Regions from separate parts of the Zea mays genome. Here region 2 is linked to region 1. A link is a contact called in public Hi-C data. All regions are on one chromosome and are shown on one strand. The core of a region is the stretch at or near the end of the contact, and the rest is flanking DNA. Distances in the headings are between cores, read along the strand shown.

Evidence for each region. Hi-C and Micro-C count contacts between places; a contact is called where the count stands out from the background.
Region 2: a Hi-C map of tassel shows a contact between it and region 1, with 3 times the contacts expected there. The contact joins the promoter of LOC100193144 here to the promoter of LOC103650814 in region 1. A contact is called at or near these places in 2 of 25 Hi-C or Micro-C datasets (leaf and tassel).

Annotation. Positions count from the first base shown.
Region 1 is chr3:158,361,432-158,364,327 of Zm-B73-REFERENCE-NAM-5.0, reverse strand. It overlaps LOC103650814 (unconventional prefoldin RPB5 interactor), which reads left to right and starts at 1,598. Exons shown (of 11, transcript XM_008676390.4): 1 at 1,598-2,252; 2 at 2,891-2,896. The coding sequence starts at 2,049.
Region 2 is chr3:158,659,937-158,662,736 of Zm-B73-REFERENCE-NAM-5.0, reverse strand. It overlaps LOC100193144, which reads right to left and starts at 1,349. Exons shown (of 4, transcript NM_001138302.2): 1 at 608-1,349. The coding sequence starts at 1,258.

The sequences.
Region 1 (2,896 bases), core at 349-2,848:
TAATATAATTTTTATTGTAACTTCAAATCTATAGTTGCGGTTTTTGTAGTCCAGTTATGATAAATTCTTATGATGGGCTAATAATTGCATGCTTGAAATATAGAAAAGTCATGCTTATTGGACCATGTATGACTGAGTTATTTTAAATTTCTATTACATCTCAAGCATAAAATTACCATCCCACCATAAAAATATCACTACAGCTGAGCCACAAAAACTACAACTATGAATCAATTTCAGGAAAGTGTAGATCCAAACTTAAAACAAAAAATTCGTACAAAGGCATCTCTATATTGTATCTTCACTCAATATCTACTCATGTGGAGTCTATAAAAAATTGTACTTTGGATTATCTATACAAAAAATTTGTACAAAGGCATATCATATTGTATCTTCACTCAATATCTACTCATGTGGAGTCTATAAAAAAATTGTACTTTGGGTTATCTATAAATGAGTTATAGATTTTAAAACTATTTAACAAACATAAACCTAGATAAATATATAACTCAGTCATATATGATGAGCACGAAAGTTTTACTATAGCTCAAACATGCATTGTTTCACCCACACCCTAAAAATTTCACTACAATCATATCATAGAAAACACAACTATGAATTAATTATAAAAAACATATATAAACAAAAACTTGTTTATTAAAGTATAACTAGTCAGTCACCTGTGTATTGTCATGGTTTTTATATATCATATGAGCAGACTTTGTTTTAATAAAACACAAAAATATGTGTTCTATTGGTTAGGTGAGTGTGAATGTGTAGCTAATAGCTAAGATTCAAACCTCGAATTTATGCATAATTTACTTTATTTTTGCATTGAGCGGGAAGGAGATCCGTGACGCAGGACGACCGTTGAAACTGGTGTTTTATATAGTAGAGATAAGTTTTACGCGCAAGGCTTTCAATGCATGGTGGAAACTGGTGATCTAAGTAGAGATAAGTGTAAGGGTTCTTTTGCAAAATCAACAATCGTAAGAACCGTTGAACCATGTAAACTAGTATTTTAATATTGAAGACATATGTCATATGTTCATTATGCATATTCTACTCGGTAAGGCTAACATAATTAATTTTTCCATTTTATTTCTGTGATATATTATGATTTTTATAAATTCTGACAAACCAAACATAAAAGAAGAAGAAAAACCACTGAGAGAAACATCCACGATTTTGATAGATGAGAGAAGAACTATTTTTGGTCTTATAATTTCTAGTATCTTGGATCCTTTGGAAGCATCACAATGCTTGTGTTTTTATGAGGTTTTTCCTAATATTTCCAAGCTCTTTTTAGACCTTAAAGGTGAGGCTAGTTTATAATGTATGGCTGGTGAGGTGAAGGTGTTGGAGTTGTAGCCTTTTTAGAGTTTTTGGGTTTTGGTGTCTGTTTGTGCCTGCCTTGGTGCAGTTTGTACTTACTTATTTTTAGGCTTCTTTTCTTTTTAATATAATGATTTACATCTCTGTTTGAGAAAAAAAACTTAGAAAAACTGACTTTTTTGGATAGTTGAGAAACACAAAATAAACTTTTTTTTTGTTACCCCCTCCCTCCTCCGCTCCTCGTGCGGTCTGCCGGCCTTGCACGTTGCGTCCCAGCGCCCTAGGTTGGGCCATCGAGACGTTATTGGGCTGCAAAAAAAAAATATTGAGCTGGGCCGCTGGTGCGTACTGGCACCGGGGTTGTCCGGCGGAGCTCCCACTCCGCCACCGCCGCCTCCCGTTTGTTCTCAAGATTCTCTCCCGCCACCGCTCCGAGTCCCAACCTCCATCGACGGGGAGGCGTCCTCCATCCGGGCCGGTTAGATTCATCGCTTTGTAGCTGGTCCTCGTCGTTTCCCTCTGCTGTGGTGGGAGAAGCGACTCGCGCGCGCGATCGGCCAACAAATTAAGCACGGGGCAGGGCCGTACGCAGGAGGCGAGCTCTAGGGCTCTCCGGGGAGAAGGTTGCCAGGCACGCCAGGTGAACGCCGTACTGAGTTTGCAGTCCGGGACGTAGCGCGTTCTCTGGTCGGGAGGTGGGGAAGCGGAGAGCGATGGCTGCGCCGAGGAAGGGGACGGCGACGCCACTGGGCGCCGTATTCTCGCCAGAGGAGACGAAGAGGGCCGTGGCGAGGGTGGCCGAGTCCATCGCTGGCCGCCGCGCCGAGCTCGGGCACCTACTGGGCTTCGTCGCCGACAACGCGGCCCTCGTCTCCCTCGTCAACAGGCTCCCAGTCGAACTCTCCCACGAAATCATGGTCCTTACCTTCTATACCTCAAGTATGAACTAGCAGCTATCTGTGTCTTCTTCTACAAAAATGGTACTTCACCTGCTATTTTCAATTTCCTCATTTTTTGGTGACTGAAGTCCGTGGGGAATAATTGGTATTTTGCCACTCAGATCATTGCCTCCTTAATTTTCTGTCTATGATTAGTGAGTCCATTTGTGTCTATGATTTGTAGGTCTGATGACAAATTTTCGAGACCCACTAACAATAATGGCAAAATAGCAAATCTCTCAGTTTGGTAGCACGAAAACTGAAGTATGTACCTAGTTACTGGTACTAGTAATTTGTCTCTTGTCGTCCGCTTTTAGGCTGTCTTTAGTGGATCGTGTAAAATAGGGGGCACGACATTGAGTGAAGCTTGAAATATGGGATGAGATAGGAGAGTTGCTGGAGACAGCCTTAGGCATTGGGCGTATTGTAGCTATACATAATAACTAATTAGTTCAATGACTAGATTTACATTCTCAATTGATTTCAGAGCTTGAGGGGATTCCTTTTGTTGTTCTGTAGGGAAATATAGATCTCTTAATTTCAACCTTGTGTGCTTTACTGCTTTAAATATTTTTCAACAAGATTTTTTTGTCTCATAAAAGAACTATGCATTGTAGGTCCCC
Region 2 (2,800 bases), core at 100-2,599, 300 kb before region 1:
CATGGCCCTGTTAATTTCAACCACTGAATCAGGGCGTGCCTCAGAATATTTAGAAAACAAAAAGTAATAAGAAATGACAAATCCCATGGCAACAAATTAATGCATGACTGGAAATTTCCGTAGCTGGACAGTAAAGCAATCATTTACAAGGAGCTAAAAACAGATTTCACTTCGTATTAAAATAAGGAGTTACATGATCGAATTTTACAAGCCTAGAGTAAGGAGTAATCAAAAGAATATGGCTTTTGCATATGATTTGCCATGGAAAAGAGGCTGCTTCGACGTGCTAAGCTAACTGTTCTTTTGTGTTCTTAGGATGTGACCGCCCACTGAATCCACCCCTGCACGTAGGAGTACCATAGATCTACCAAAAGATGTAGCTTTTGGATCTAAACATGGACAATTCAAGAATTCAACACCGAAATTCACAAATGCTGAAGTGAAAAATATATTCGTAGGATAGAATCCTACTCACCACCATTATAGATAAATAAAAAAACTCAGCATATATAGGCAAAGCATAATACTCTATATGTAACTATACACTAATAAGCACAGATGGGAAACACGACGAATAGGAGATGAATGGACGAGGCTGGTTGATCACCTTGCTGATCTTCGGCACCACCGAGCGCAGCATGTAGAGGCGGTCATTGAGCTTCTTGCGACGCCGGCGCTCCGCCATGAGGTTCTTGGCCGGCATCCCTTTCTTCTTGCCTCTCCCGCTGCCACCGCCGGCGCCACTTGCCCCCGCCACCGCGCCCGCAGCATTCTCCATGGAGGCCGAGATGGCCATCGAGGAGGCGTCGACGCTTTGGTCGATCTCGTCCTCGTCGTCCCAGCTCATCCCGGCGTCGTTGAAGTCCGAGGCCGGCAGCGGCGCAAAGAACCCACCTTTCTGCCCCTGCTGCTGAGGCGCCGCCGCCGCCGGCACCGGCGGGGGAGCGCCGAGGAAGTGGCCGGCGTCGTCGAAGGGGTTGATGCAGCTGAAGTCGTGGAAGGCGGACAGCGAGGAGCCGGCGGTGGCCGCGGCCGCGGAGGAGGGAGGGAAGGTGCCGTTGAAGTCGAAGAGCGCCGCGGGGTCCATGGAGAGGAGCAACGACGCGGAGGTCGGCGTGGATAGGACGTCTCTGGAGAAGGGGAACGCCGGGTAGGAGCCGGAGCCCATCCCGTCGGAGCCCAGGTAGCCCCAGTCCCCCGCCGCCCCTCCCTCTCCCGTGATCTCGTCCACCAGCTTCACCTCCGCCGAGTCGTCCATGGCTACCGCCACGGCCGTCCGCTCCTTGCCGATCTCCTCCTCACTTATCCTGGTTCACTGGCAACTCTCTCTCTCTCCCTTCTCTCAACCCAGAGTGCCGTGGCCCTGGTTGCGCCTCTTATAGGCGGTGCCGCGGAGGAGAGAGGAGGTGTAGTAGAAGACACTAGGCAGAGATAGAGAGAGAAAGAAAGAAAGAAGTTTACGTTACCGTACTGAACTTTGCGTTTTTTTCTAAGGCATAGGGAGGAAGCTTCCTCGCCTTGAACGAAGGCTTGCTGCCTTGCTCCTCATGCAAACGGCTCTGGCTCCTAAGTCATCTTTCAAATCACGACGTAATGCAATTTTGGACATGTTTAGGATAGCTTTTTTAAGAGTTTTTATGAAAAACTAGATTTCTGAATAATATAGCTGTTACCAGGATCTGGACATTGTAGGACTTGCGAAGAAAGATGAAGAGGTGTGCGGATTTAGGTTTTAGGAAGAGGCGGATTCCTCCGTCCGACGACTCGGCAAATTATGAATTCACGTTGATTTGAACGCTTTTCACACAAACAATTCTCATATAAATGTTTGGCGGCTAGAATCTGGCCAAAAACCAAGACAAATATATCCTTTGTCCTATTCACCACTTCTAGAAAAAGACATAATAAAAATTATATTACCTCTAAAAAGGAATAAGTTTATCAAGCTTTACCTTTTTTTTTTAAAAAAAAAGCTATGGAGTTATTTGGAGCACAAAGTTTTACAAACTACTATACTTACATGAAGCGGCATTTGTCGGATCTGATGCAAATGGCGTGCCATATTGACATGCTGTGCGCGTGCAACAAAAACTGTTGCAACAACTAAGATGCAGATGAGGACCCACTCAGGGGTGATGTGGAACCCATCATCATGCATGTACCAGAGCCCAAGGTTGCACGCCGCTTGGAATGAAGTGTTGTTGCGGTTGCGACGAACGAGTAGGTTGGCATTTGGAGGATGTGCTTGTTTGTCAGGGCCAGCCGACGGCCGTGTCTCTCTTTGCTATCGATTTCTGCTAAATTTATTTGGCAGTGTCATTGTAGGTGCACCGTATGCCAAATAAAGACGCTTTCGATATACTACACAACTTTGGAAGCCCATGAGCAAAGGAGAACAAATGTCGGTCAGTGTCGGTGGTTTTCTTGCGGCTATTGTTGCTGGTTTGCTTTAGTGCTAATGATCACCTAATATGATCTATCAAGTACTTATCTAGATATGTATGCTTATTAAGATTTGTCACAAATATGATATTGTACAACATCAAGTACCTAAACCTCACATCAGAGCTAAGTAGCAAGTACCTTATTTTCTTCTTCCTCACACCCATATTGTTCATTGAATCCTAAACCTCATGCACCATTGTTTGATCTCTCCACCCCGGCCCATCCTACTTCCCCGACACATTCTTTTCATCCTAGCAAATATACCAAGTGAATTTAGAAACATGCATGAGCCAAAAGTTGTGTTTTTGTAGCTCACTAAGCTCAAATGCTAGCCAGGAAACCAAACTCTCGTAAT